Linked DNA regions of Mus musculus: region 2 is linked to region 1. The links are chromatin contacts, called in public ChIA-PET maps. All regions are on one chromosome and are shown on one strand. The core of a region is the stretch at or near the end of the contact, and the rest is flanking DNA. Distances in the headings are between cores, read along the strand shown. Region 1 holds the start of Rab14 (RAB14, member RAS oncogene family). Region 2 overlaps Ggta1 (glycoprotein galactosyltransferase alpha 1, 3).

The links. ChIA-PET counts read pairs in DNA pulled down with a chosen protein or histone mark.
Region 2: a contact with region 1 is called in an RNA polymerase II ChIA-PET map of memory CD8 T cells, with 6 read pairs. The contact joins the enhancer-like site here to the promoter of Rab14 in region 1. A contact is called at or near these places in 1 of 39 promoter capture datasets (the C10 cell line), 3 of 115 datasets of contacts at active chromatin or transcription factors (effector CD8 T cells, memory CD8 T cells and microglia) and 3 of 9 other capture datasets (adipose tissue, liver and pancreatic islet).

What each region holds. Positions count from the first base shown.
Region 1 is chr2:35,198,013-35,205,366 of GRCm38.p6, reverse strand. Rab14 (RAB14, member RAS oncogene family) reads left to right here and starts at 4,247. Exons shown (of 8, transcript NM_026697.4): 1 at 4,247-4,607.
Region 2 is chr2:35,419,583-35,426,254 of GRCm38.p6, reverse strand. It overlaps Ggta1 (glycoprotein galactosyltransferase alpha 1, 3), which reads left to right. Exons shown (of 8, transcript NM_001145821.2): 3 at 2,843-3,023; 4 at 3,987-4,075. The coding sequence starts at 2,928. Among named protein-coding and RNA genes, the nearest start is that of 4930402F06Rik, 26 kb to the right of the region's middle. Within about 2 kb of position 3,689, at least 36 of the 459 cell types and tissues checked have an H3K27ac peak or open chromatin away from gene starts, as enhancers often do. A contact at or near this core is called in effector CD8 T cells and memory CD8 T cells, where this site is marked.

The DNA.
Region 1 (7,354 bases), core at 2,998-5,497:
TCTATTTTCGTCTCTAGTCCTTTGCTATTACAGTGCCCCTATAAATATTGTGTGTATATCTTCCAACATACAAACAGTGTTTTAATAGAGTTAGCTGGAAGTGCTGACAGATGTTCAGCAAGACAGCTCTTAATGATACAGCATTCAGTTACATTGGGCTTAACTTTAGAAATTCTAGGATCGGTTACAGAAATAACTTTATAATGATTAATGATTATAACTATATAATAACTTTATAATTTCCTTGCTTAGCATGAGTGGCAGTCTTCATTTGCAACAATGTTTCTGTTCAATACTACTTCAAAATGATCCAGTAAGCTGCAGTCCAGATCTCCAAGTGCAGCTAAGGAAGAGTAGCAGGGTAGAGCTCAGAGCAGGAACTCTGGAGTCCTGTCCTGCCAGGCTCCTGACTCAGCACTGCCAATTTTTACCTATAGGACAACTTTTACCTTTAGGCCTATATGACATTACTCCTTTTCATCTGTAAAATGGATGGATACAGTGATGAATTCATAGAGTTGTCTTAGAATGGGACCAGAGAGATGGCTCAAAGGTTAAGAGCATGTATTCTTGCAGAAGACCTATTCCATTCCCAGAATGTACATAGTGGCTTGTAACCATCTATAACTCCAACCATTCCAGGGAGTCTGGTGCCTCTTACTTCTGTGGACACCAGGCATGCGCACGGTGCATAGGCATACAGGCAAATCATTCATACACTTACAATTAAAAATTAAAAAGGCTTATAGAAACTAGGTAAGAAAATGACTTTTGGATAGTTCTTGGTGTGTAATAATTGTTCAGTAACACCAGAAGGTTTCACTTCAGGTAACAAACAGACAGAAACTTTCTGGTTAGGTACAAATTCATCCCTGAGCAAACAGTGACAACTGATGCTCAGTTTTCTCCTTTAGTTACCAAGACAGTATCAAAGCAAAAAAAAAATTTTTATTCTTTGCCATGTTTAAGAAGGAATTCACATCCTGGTACATACAAGTGTTCTACAACTGCCTAGAAATTTCCTTGATTTAAAAAATGTCAAAATATGTACATAAGTATAAAAAAATGTATAAATGTCTTAGTCATTGCCAGTTGCTGTGAAGAGACCTCAGGACCAAGGCAACTTGTAGAAAAGGAAGCATTTAATTGAGGTTTCCTTACAGTTTTAGAGGCTTAGTCTATTATCATCACGGCAGGGAATATGGTGGCATCTAGGCATGTGTGAGAGCAGTACCTGAGAGCTGCATCTCACTCCTTAGGCACAGAGAGGGGTGGGGGACTGGGCTAACATTTTGAAATCTCAAAATGCACCCCTAGTGAGTGACACACTTCTTCCACAAGGTTCCAACAGGGCCACAGCTCTTAATCCCTTTAAACAGTTCACTCCCTGGTGACTCAGCATTCAAATCTATGAGCCTGTGGGAGCCATTCTTACTCAAACCACTACTTTTCACTCCCTGCCCCCATAGGTTTGTAGCCATGTCATAATGCAAAAATACATTCAGTCCAATTTCAAAAGTCCCTGTAGTATATAACAGTATCAACACTGTTTAAAAGTCCAAAGTCTCTACTGAGACTGATGGCCATCTCTTAACTGTAATCTCCTGAAAAATCAAAAATAAAAAGCAGGTCACATACTTCCAATATACGATGGCACAGAAGATACCATTCCCAGAAGAGAAAAGGAAGCATAGTGAAGACATACTGGACCAAAGCAAGACTGAAAATCAGCAGGGCAAACTCTAAATTCTGCATCAGATGTGTGATATCAAAGCGCTCTCCACATCTCCAACCCCCTTTAGCTTTGTTGGCTGAAACAGACTTCTTTCTTGGGATGGTTCCACATTTAGTCGGCAGCTTTCCTTGTCAGCTCTCCTACAACTCTGGCATCGCAAACATCTTGGGGTCTCCAAGGCAATCCAGGCTTCACCTTCACAGATCCATGCAGTGGTCTTTCTAGATCTCCATGTAGAGGACAACGCTGACTCATTCCTGGCTTCAGTGGCTTTCCTTAGCCATGGAGAGAGATTCCACAGTCCATATCTGGTATCCTTGACTCTAAAGTCAGAACCATGTGCCTGAAGCTGCCATGATCTTCTCTTTGCTGGGGCTGGAACATGGCCCCTTGTTCAAATACATTTTCACCACCTTTCTGCTTTCTATGGTTTCTTTAATTGCTTAAAAATTTCCTTAATCCCTTTTGACAAACTGGCAGCTTAGTTGAGTGGGGTCCTCCCCTGAGGCCACCACTGCCTTTATTCCATTTAGCATCAGGCTTTTCTTTTAAACTTTTTCCAGAGCCCAAGACTCTTAGCTCCATTATACTTTCTAGTGCTATAACTGTGCATTCTGTATTTCTCTCTGCCCAACTTGCTTCTTTTCATTGTAGATCTAAATAAAAGTGACCACTAGTGACACAGTCAACACTAGGCTATCTTGAAATCTCCTCTTCCAAGGCCATTAATTCATTAATTCTTCAATTTATCCTCCAGGAATTTTTAGGACAAAGTGGCCATATTCTTTGTCAAAATATCACAAGGATGGCCTCTAGGCCACTCATTATTCCCCTCTGAAATATCTTGAGTAGGTTCCTATTCAAATTGCCCTCGGCACTGTCTTCCATGTTCCTACCAGGATGGCATATTAAGCCCCACTTAAAATCTCCAATGCTTTTTCTAGTCCAAAGTCCCAGTTGTTTCCATATTCCTCCAACAAATGGAATGGTCATGACTGTCACACAACACCCCAGTCCATGGCACCAATTTCTATCTTATATATGTCATATGGGGCCCATTCTTATTTAAACCACCACAATGAATTAAACCACTGACCTCCAGGACTGGAAGAGAGTACCTTATGCTTATCAAATAATAATAGTCCCCATTCAAGGTATTATATGCCAGGAATTTTGTATGCATTGTCTATTTAATTTTAACAAGAAAGATAGGAATTAGATATCACATCCTTACTTTGGAGAAAAGTCTGAGGACCTGAGAAAGTAAATGACATGTATAAAACTGTTGTCTGTATCATGTATTTATCAAAACAAGAGATTTTCAAACTGCTATGTATTTTTCTAATGACATCTCACTTTCCTAAGGCAGAACCAGTTTACAACGAAAGGTTTTAAACGCTTAGAATTGCGACTTTTCTTTGGGGGTTCTGGAAAGGGCCATTTTATCCACTAGGCATGGTAGGGATAATGGTTACAGTCCATAGTCCCTTCAGAGACACACAAGATATGTACCAAATCCTTTAAAATCATGGGGGGAAACCTGGGTGTGATGGTGCATGTCTTTAACCATAACACGGGAATACAGAGACTGGCAAATCTCTGCAAGTTAGAGGCCACCCTGATTCACATAGTGAGTTCCAGGGGAACCAGAAGTACATACTGAAATCCTGTATTGAACCCCACTCCACTCCTCAAAAAAAATCAGGAGAAAAAAGGTCAACTTCTATGCTGAAAAAAAAAATTGCTTTGCTTTGCGTTATTAACATATCCATCCTTGTGGCAATGTAATTGTAAAATATAAATTAAACGTAAATGTAAGATAAATAACGTAAATGTCAAATAAATAATAAGATAAAAAAAGGAAATGTAAGATAAACGTAAATGTAAGATAAGTAAATCCACATCCAGGTTCTACAAGGCAAAAAGACGAAAGACCAAGAAAGTGAAACTGTTGCTTTCACCAAGGTGTCTTGGGAAGGTGGGAGTGGGAAGTGTCTTGGGAAGGTGGGAGTAAAAATGTCAAGTTTCCCTCTTCCTGTTGCTGGTGTCCGCAAAGCAAGGTTAAGCTAGACAAAGATGAAACACAAGAAAGGGCCACCTCCTAGCTACATGATTATACAAATGGGTTGGTCAATGTGAACCACCCTTTTGCCTCTGATGGCACGAGAAGCGTCTCTGGGTGTTGGCCAGCCTTGTTCCTACTAGTCTCCAATTGGTCTGTAAATGTTGAATAAATGCAGTAAATACGTGTGTGTTCCAGAAGCCGGTATACAGAGGCGGCCCAGTGATAAGCAGTTACGCGTATTAAAAATAGTTAGGTCTCTAACGGCGACAATTCTGGACAGACACTGTCAACCCTTAGAAAACAGCGTGCGAACCTGCGCAGTAACTCCGCCGGGAGGCGTGGCACACGACTACGCTTGCGCAGGCTCCTTTCCCCGCCTCCTTCAGGCGTGAGGACCAGTGGGGGCGGGCCGAGGCCGAGGCGGGTCTACTCCGGAGGGGCGAACTGACGAAGGGGCGTGGCCGTCAGGTTAGTCTCCACCACCCTCTTCCGGGCTCCGCTGGCTGCGCGCGCATCCTCCCCCCTTCTTTTGTGGTCCGGCCCATTGCGAGGGTGACAGGAAACCCTGTGCAGGGAGCGCCGCCATCTTGGGCCAGCCCGAGGAAGATCCTGAGGGAGCCGCAGGAGCAGCCGCCGCCGCCACCGCGACTGCCACCCGAGTGTCTGCAACCTCCGGCCAGCCCGCCTACCTGCCAGGGCCTCGGCTGACGGATTCCGGCCTCCCTCCCGCCGCGTCCGCCCTCCGCTTCCTCGTCCTGACGTCCCCCTCCCGTCCGGAAAGCTGCCCAGCCACCAGCAACCCCCCAGGTAACCAAGGCCTTCCGCAGGGGCCGCCGGAGCCAGCCTCCCAGCCCGGCCCTTCCAAGGGGCGGAGGCGAGCCGAGAGGTAGGCGGGCGGCGTCCCGGGCTGGGCCCCGCAGGCCGCGGCCAGCCCGGGGGTCGGCGGAGGGCGCCGGCCTGACAGGACTCCGCGGGGCGAGCTGTCGCCCGCGCCGTCCCGGGCGGCTCGCGCTCCCTGCCCGCAGCCGGGCTCCGAGGCGTGCAGGGAGGGTGTGTTCCCACCTCATCCGTCCGACCTGCGGGGCACAGCCGCGGCCTCCGCAGGCCCGAGTCTCGCCGCCTTTGCCCGCGGCTGTAGAACACCCCCGCAGTGTTGCCCCACGCGTGGCGCGCCGGCCTGCCACCCACGAGCCCCCAGCCGTGGCAGTCCCACCCTACAGGGCCTCAACAAAAGGCAGCGCTTCGGCGTCTCGGGCTGGCTCCCGTGTCCTTGTAAGCCACCGCTCTGTCGTCCCGGCTGAGGATTGGGCGTGTGGGACTGTGCGCGAGGTTCTCCGAATCCCTGTAAAGTCCCTGGCCAGCCTGCACTGGTTGGAACCTAGACAGCATCTAGAAAGAACGAAGGGAAAAAGTTTGGGCATCTCGAGAATTTGAGAAAAGACGATGGAACGGGAACGCTAAAACTCCAGTGTGTGCCAGACACGGGTTTAGGTGTCTTCACACATAGCTTGCTTGCTTCGAGTGCCTTTTGAGAGTTTTCCGCATTTTTTTAATAAGGGGCGAGGGACGGACCGAAGCCAGAAGTTGTCCTGTAGCTGAGTAATGATGGAACACAAATGATGGCTTCTCCCTATCCTGGCTGGTATGTTTTGTACTACAGTACATTCCACGAGGGCTGAGATACACAATACTGGATCGGTTCAGAGAGGAGACAACTGAATTCCATTTTCTCTCCATTCACACTGGGTGAGAACTGATAAGACCCAAAATCTATCATGTCAGCTGCTACTCTGGCAAATGCTCCTTGGAGGAGAGGTGGTGGTAGCATGTCCTCCGTATTTGTGAAGAAAGCTATGTTCTTGGTGGCTGCACAGCCAAGTATGGAAATTCTTGGAAAGTTTACTGGTCATGACATGTTGTTTCAATTACCTTTTATGTAAATGTGATTGTTGAGTACAAATTTGACCCATTAATAATGCAGCTTCCTCTTTTCCCTTCCCTGCAGCAGGCGATTATCTCGGGAATTCAGTGTAACTAGGAAATGGCAGAACCCAAGGCACAAAACCTTAGCCTACACGCTTTCGTGCATGGTCAAGTAAAATCGCCCAAACCATACCTACATGTTAGTTACTGAATTGATCCTAACCAAGTTAGCTAACCTCCCAGACTCAGTGTCCTTATAAATTGTGCCCACATTTCAGGGTCATTTTAAGGATTAACTAGAATTAAAGAAAGCTCAGGTTTGACATGCAAGTTGCCTGTAGTTTTGCTAGCCATATAATGGGTGTTTAATATCTGTTGGACAAGTACTGTCGAAGTAGACTCTGGCTTAATCTTACCTGCCCATTTAGTAGTATATAACCATCAGTAAATCACTTCTGACCCGGTTTCCTAACTTGTAAAATGAATTTTTAGGGTTAGAAATTGTTTATAAAGTAGCTAGTTTATATTAGGGGCTCAGTAAGTGGAGTTATTGTAAAGGTGTAAAAACCTTAGATTATAATTGCTATTGAAAATTCCTTGGAATTAAGGCTTTTTAAAAAAATTTGCTTTATATTTTTCATGTTAAATTGTATATTTGTAAACTTAAGCTTTGCAACAGAGCTTGAAAATTTCTTGCAGCCAGGTTTTATAGGTCTTATTTGCATACTCTTAGCAAGACTTGTAAGATAAAAATGTTCAAACTATAGCTCTCGAGGTGTTTATGACATTAAAAACGTTAGCAATGTGGGCCTGGCAAGATGGCTCAGTAGGTAAAGTCTTTTGCTGCCACGCTGACAACCAGACTTAGATTCTGGAACCCACCCAGAAGGAGGAGAGAAAGGATTCATGCTAGTTATTCTCTCTAATATCTACATGTGTGCCACATGTGCACACATACAGTCATACACAAGTATTTTAAAAGTATGCAGGAGACAAATTATTATTAATATTAAGTTATACTATATTTCAAACTTTTTAAAGTTTGCAAAATAAAGCATCAGTATAGTGAGCATTAATACTGTATTACTGATCAGTGTCTGCAGTGAACAGTCTTGGTCTATCTCTACACTGCTCCTACCAAACTCACCTGGGTCTGAGACAAGTCATTAGTAAGCTTTTACTAATTCTTTCAAGTGCAGGTACCATTGTTTTGTTGTTGTTGTTGTTAAATACTTTTATGGAAATCAGAAAACAGATTTGGGAGTACTTCATTTCTTATTCATAGCACACTATCATTAGTGGGAAGGTTTTGTCTTTCTCTGTGGACATTGTTAAGCAGTCTGGTATTTTAAATTTTTTATTACATTAATTTACACAAAAGTGTAATCTTAAGTGAGTTATGAAAAGTTGGTTTCAGAAATGGGCAGGTTATTTTCCAAGGTTGTATTTCTATTATGGAAAGAAAATTGACCATTTGGATTAGATTGATTATTCGATTAATTATAGAAGTTTCCTGTCCACCTGACTAACATGTGGCATAGAATTCCAGTTCAGGGGCCTCTAAGCAAGGATGCACCCATTCTTGAGTTCCATGAAGGTAGAGACAATGTTACTCCCTTTTTGATTATTGT
Region 2 (6,672 bases), core at 2,440-4,939, 220 kb before region 1:
GTAGCTGTCTTCAGACACACCAGAAGAGGGTGTTGGATCTTATTGTAGATGGTTGTAAGACACCATGTGGTTGCTGGGAATTGAACTCAGGACCTTCGGAAGAGCAGTCAGTGCTCTTAACCACTGAGCCATCTCTCCATCCCGCTGTGTCCATTTCTAACACTTAGCTCTGACAGCTTTCAGTTAGCCACAGCCAAAGGGCATGTGGTTCCAAACCATTAGTGAAGCCCAGGAAGAAATCAACCTTGGGAGTCAGTTCTGATATGAATTCCTGAAATCTACAAAAGTCACACACACACACACACACACACACACACACACACACACACACACACCCCTACCAGGCTGCTGAGGGTGGGGATCAGGAGTACCAGCCTGGACTGCCTCTGGTGGCACGGGTGACTCTGTTTCTCTGTGTCCTGCTCCTTCTACTAGGAAGAGGCTTTGGATTTGATCCTAGGTAAGTGGGGTTGGCACGGCTGAGCCTGGAGGCCTGGGCTTGCCCTTATCTCCCAGCAAGCCCAGGATGTCTTTAGACTTGATCAGAGAAATGAAAGTTCATCTCTCTTGGCAGCAGCTCTAGCTCAGGCTGGGCTAGAGTAGGTGGCGAGGCCTTGAATGTCCCCCGTTCTCATCCATTTGCAGCACTCCAGAACTTTCTCCAAGTGTTCTGAGCACTTTCTAAGGACCAGTCCTCGTTTTCAGCAGATCCTCCCAGCAGCGTCTTTTATGAACATCAGTAACGAAGGCTAACATTTTGGAAAAGCATGTATCCTGTTATGGCATGGCTCTGAAATCACTGCTCTCCCCCTCCCCCCTCCCTCTCTGTCTCTCCCTCTCTTCTGCCCTCCCTTCTTCTATCTCTCCTCTCCCTTTCTTTCTCCCTCCTAAGGCAGTCTCACTATGTAAGCCTGGCTGATCTGGCAGCATAGTTTTGTTTCTTGAGATTTGGGATTAAAGATGTGCACGAATGTGTGTGCGTGTGCGTGTACATGTGCTTGTGTGGGGGTGGTGATTGGTGCTGGCAGCTCATGTACCAGAATGTGCATTTGATGGTCAGAAGACACCACTTAGGAGCCAGTTCTCCCCTTCCATGGTACATTTTGGGTATCAGGCTCAGGCAGCAGACTTCTCAGAAAAGGTTACACGCGGAGCCATCACTCTGGCCCTTGTTTGTTATTTGAGATAGTCTTGCTGTGTATAGCCCAGGCTGTCCTCAAATTTGCACCCCTCCATCACTAGTCTTATCCCCATTGTCAAAACAAGAAAACTAGTTTAATTTGATCTAGCAGAGCCTCCCACTCCCGACCCGGGGTGCCTAATCTGAAGCTCTGGGTTGAATTCAGACTTTGGCGCGCATGAATAGCTTGACATCTGTGGTGTGCATTCTCTGAACCAAGAGACAGAGCACATTAATGCTTATGCATAGAGGTCATGGGGGCGTGCTGCTCTGGCTTGCTCTCCGTGGCTTGCTCAGCCTGCTTTCTTCTGAGTGCCCTACCTAGCCTTGAGGTCTCTGGAGTGCCACTCTAGTGATACTATGAGTTGGAAATTGGGGCGTGCAGAACAGCAGGCAGGGCAGAGGGAGCAGTTAAGATCTACTCAGAGCTCTGGGTGACAAGGCCAGGACCCATTGCCTGTGAGGTATGTGGGCCAGACAGGAGGCCTGGCTCATCTGTGGGCCAAAGGATTGTCCTCTCTGAGCTTTTAGAATCTCAAAGGGCCAGCTGGTCTTGAGGAACGGTTTCTCCTCAGACAGGAGAGTGCTGAAAAGGATCAAAATGTCGTGACAAAACTTCCTAATATAGGAACAGCAACATGAGGTGTACACTACAATTGTCCTCTCTCTTTGGCCATTAGAATTGTCTGTGACTCCCCCAGTAATGCCAGGGTTCTGGTACTCCACCCCCACCCCTCAACAGGTGAATAAGGTTCTTTGAACTCAGATCCAGTTCTTCTTTACCCCAAAGGCTCTGACATCTGCCAATCTCCCCTCAGGCCACTGAGAGCTCTGTGCATCCTGTATTAAAGCTTTAGCTCACAGTGACACACCTAATCCAACAAGGCCACACCTCCTCCAGCAAGGCCATACCTCCTAATAGTGCCACTCCCTGGGCTAAGCATATACAAACCATTGCATTCCATTCCCTGGTCCCCATAGGCTTGTTCAAACACATGAGTCTAAGGGAGTCATACCTAGTCATAGCATAATGCAAAATACATTTAGTCCAACTTCTAAGTCCCCATAATCTGTAGCAGTCTCAACAATGTTAAAAGTCCAAAGTTCAAAGTCTCTTTTGAGAATCACCCAATCACTTAACTATAATCCCCAAAGCAAAACAGGAAACCAGCTAGGCAAACTCCAAACTCTGTGCCTCCATGTTTGATATCAAAGCAGTCTTCAGATCTCCAACTTCTTTTTCATCTTTGTTGACTGCACCAAACTTCTTTCTCCTGGGCTGGTTCCACTCCCTGTAAGCAGCTTTCTTCAGCAGGTATCCCACAGTTCCGGCATCTTTAAGATCTTGATGTACCCAAGTCAACTTCAGCTTCACAGCTTCTTGTTTCAATGTCTGGGATCCACACCTGATCTTCTGGGATCCTCCAAAGGGCTTGGGTCACTTCTCCATCTCTGCCCTCTGTAGTACTCTAGGCTCTAGTTGACTCCACTCCACTGCTGCTGCTGTTCTTGGTGATCATCCTATGGTACTGGCAAGTAGGTGAAAGAAGAAGAGTGAATATTCCTTCTCCCAATGTCCTTATGTAGGCCTCCAGCAGAAGGTGTGGCTCAGATTAAAGGTGTCTACCACCATGCCTGGATCTAAAACTTGCTTTGTTCCAGGCTGACTTTGAACTCAAGAGATCTGCTTACCCCAGTCTCCTGGAATTAAAGGCCTGTACTACATTTGCCTGGACCTAAGATTTTCATGATCACTATGCTTCAAGATCTCCATGTCAACAAGATCTCCATGTCAAGATCCAAGTCAGAAACAAGTCTTCCATCCTCAAGATCTGGATCACAGGTGTGCCCTTCTGTTTCTGGATTATAGTTCATCCCAGATGTAGTCAAGTTGACCACTAGGAATAGCCATCACAAGCCCGTTGTGGAGGCTGCCCCCTGCCCCCCGCCCCGCGCGCCCCTGAGGCTCTCACCCCTTTCTTGTGGCAGCTCTTGTCTTCATCTCCAGTGTACAACTGTCATTCCCACTCTGCATCTTGCCTTCCTGAACAATCACCGTCCCAAAGTTCTTCTCAGTCTTTTGTTATCCTCTTCCCTTTCTTTCACAATCTTATGCAGAATTTAAAAAATACCTGACTCCTTCAGTAGTTCCAGTTGTTTGCTGGCTTGTGGGGGGTGTAGTGGGGTGAACCAGGTGGGGCTGAAAAGTGGGTGCAGGCTTAGATTATAGCCATTAGAGCAAGTCTTCAGTGTTCCAGCAACAACAGTTTTTGAATGGGAGCCTCAGAGGTAACTAGAATTCTACGGAACATCTTAGAGCTACTTCCTCTCTTTCCAATGCCCACATGGATGGGCTTCAGCATCCTTTCAGATCATGAAGCCTCATTAACTGTGCTGGCCTAATTGGCCATGACTAGTTTGTGTGCTTGAGGGATAGGGGGAGGGGAGACACTTGTCGCTGAGTGAGTTACAAATGTATCCTGTTAGGAAGGATGTGGGCAGATGCCTTTCATTATCTTTACTGCATCAAACATTTTATGGGTATGAGTGTTTTGCCTGCAAGTATGTATATGTACCACTTGTATATGTGGACCCCATGGAGGCCAGAAGAGCATCAGGTCCTGTGAAACCAGAGTTATGGACACCTGTGAGCTGCAAATGTGGATGCTGGGAACTGAATCGAGCAGGTGTTTCATTGAGGTGTTTCAACCACACAGCTGTTTCTCCAGCCCCAGAAGCCATCTCTCATTCCAGATTTAGTTTATTTAATCTATTTCCCCCTCTTTTTTTCTCCCTGCCTCTACAGGAGAAAATAATGAATGTCAAGGGAAAAGTAATCCTGTTGATGCTGATTGTCTCAACCGTGGTTGTCGTGTTTTGGGAATATGTCAACAGGTAATTATGAAGCCAGCTAGAAAGGCTGCTTTCATTCCCTGTGACTGGTGCCAGCTGAGTGACCAATCAGTCTGAACATAAGGGACGGAGCCGTGAGCAGGAGTCCAGTCTTCCTGTGTTCCTGAGCCCCAGATGGCCATTAAAACTGTAGACCATCCAAGTCACTTCTGCCTTAGTAATTATCCTCTTTCATGCCGTGCTCCTCAAACCTCGAATTTCTGTAAGCTAGATGGAGAGAGAAAGTACATTAAGCCAAAACCACCATCTCAAGTAATTTGTATAAGCAGATCCCAGAAGATTCAGGCCAGGCAGGGTAGTGCATGTATGGAGTCCTTGTGCTTGCAAGGCAGAGGCAGGAGCATCATACAAATGGAAGACCAAGCTTGTCTTCATAGTGACTTCCAGGCCAGCTGTAGCCTTACAAGGAGACCCTGACTCTAAAAATAAAGGGGCTGGAAAGGTGGCTCAGCAGCTAAGAGCACTGGCTGCTCTGTCAGAGGGCCTGGGATTGACTCCCAGCACCCACATGCCTTGGTGGCTCACAAACTCCTGTGTCCAGTGTCAGGACTCCTTCATTGTTTTCTGGCCTCCCTGGGCACCAGAAACACAAATGGAGCATATCCATCCACACAGGCAAAATACACATACTCATAAACTCGAAAAATAAAGAAAGGAAAAAAAGATAAACAAATGATCCAGGTAGGACTTCCACAAGAAACCAGCTCTGAGTCCCGCAGTCCTAAAATATTTGCAGGATGAAAGGGACCATCCAAGTTGCTGGGATTTGCTGCAAAAAAATACCAAGTTTTACCAGTGATTCGTTCGTGAGTGGCTGAAAGCCTCTTCCGCCCTCCCTTGGAAAGAAGGGTGAATGAAATGTTTCTAGGTTGTCAAATGCATCTGTGAATTAAAATCTATCAGCTGCCTTTGCTCCTGGAAGCTCTGCTGTTTGAGGCCTCAGGGGGAGATATGTCTCCATCAAAAAGTCCCTGCAGGCTCCTAAGAAGGAGCACTGCCTGAGCTCAGTTCCACTTCAGCTGGTCCAGAGTTTTCTCAGAAGAATACATTTTTTTTTTAAAGGTGAAGTGTTTAGTGGCCCGAGAGTTCTTTAATCTAGATTGTCAGCCATCTGATTTATCTCTTTCAGACTCTTGAGTTTTAAAATCAGATGAGCCAGCAGAACTCTTGGGGCTACAAAAAGAAAACTGTATCTTTAGGTCCAGGAGTAGGAGGGGCAACCTTCCAGTCGGAATGAGCAAGATAAGAGTTTCAAAGTGTAGCAAACATGTAACCACTTCTGGGATGTTCTGTTGTTTCATTCTGAATAGCCACTTTTGAGAAAAGGCCTGACAAGATAGGGTGTGACCAACTTAAAAGGTCTGGAGAGTAGGCCATTTGAATTGAGGAAGCTAGTTCAAGTTAAGAGATGATTCACTAATTGGATATGGCTACCCTTAGGCTCTTGGGCTGAAGAACATCTTGGCTAGACCTTAAAGCCAGACTGCCTGGTTGGTCCTGGACGCCCATTTACTGCCTGTGTGGCCTTGGGCAAGTTACTCAGCTACTCTGTTCTTTAGTTCCCTACTTTTAAAAAATGAGGATAATATCCCAGCATGGTGGATCAGACCTGCAATCCCCATACTTGAGTGGCTGAGTCTGGAGGATCACTGTGAGTTAAAGCCAACCTGGGTTACATAGTAAGCTTATGGTCAGCCTGAACTACAGAATGAGACTCCGTTTTAAAAAGAAAAAGAAAAACCCTAAAAACAAAACTGTAGAGATCACAGGTCAGTGGTAGAGCACTTGCCTAGCTTTGCAAGGAATCCCTGTACCACTGATGAGCAAACAAGAAAATTCCCACTGCCTTCATCATCCTCATCTTGGTCATCTCTGTCATAATAGCCGGGTACCACAGCTTGTGTGGTGGCTTCAACCAGAGTGTCTTAGGCAAAGGTGCCGTCCTTGTCAGTTCCCATGTGAACCTTTCTCCTTGGTTTGTAGACAGCCACCTTCTCCCCAGACCCACATATGATGGAGAATAAGCAACTTGTAATTGTTTCCTTTTCTTATGAAAACACTAAATCCATCATGAGGCCCCAGCCTTAGGCTCCCATCTAAACCTAGATACTTCCCAGATGCCTACCTCCAAGTGCCACATCTTGGGGACAGGGCTTTAACAGACACATTCACTACACCGTAGCAGTCTTTGCTCTGATGGGCAAAACATGCATCAAGATTGTGGTGTCTAGAAGGTATGTCTCCAACCACTCACTGGGCTTGTCCTCTGGGGCTGGAACACTCATTTAGATAACCAGCAAGCTCTGAACGGAGTTTGATTAGACACCTTTGGTGTTGTCTTATTAGAGCCATGCCTCTGTTTTTTGAGTGGCTCACTAATGAAGACATGGTGAGTAGAGAGCTGGCTCAGTGGTTAAGAGCACTTGCTGCTCTTCAAGAGGACCTGGGTTCAATTCTCAGCACCCTCATTGGGCAGCTCACAGCTGCCTGTAACTCCAGCTCCAGGGGATGCAGTGACTTCCTCTGGCCTCCATAGGCACTGCACACATCAGCATCCCCCCCTCACCCCCGCAACACAC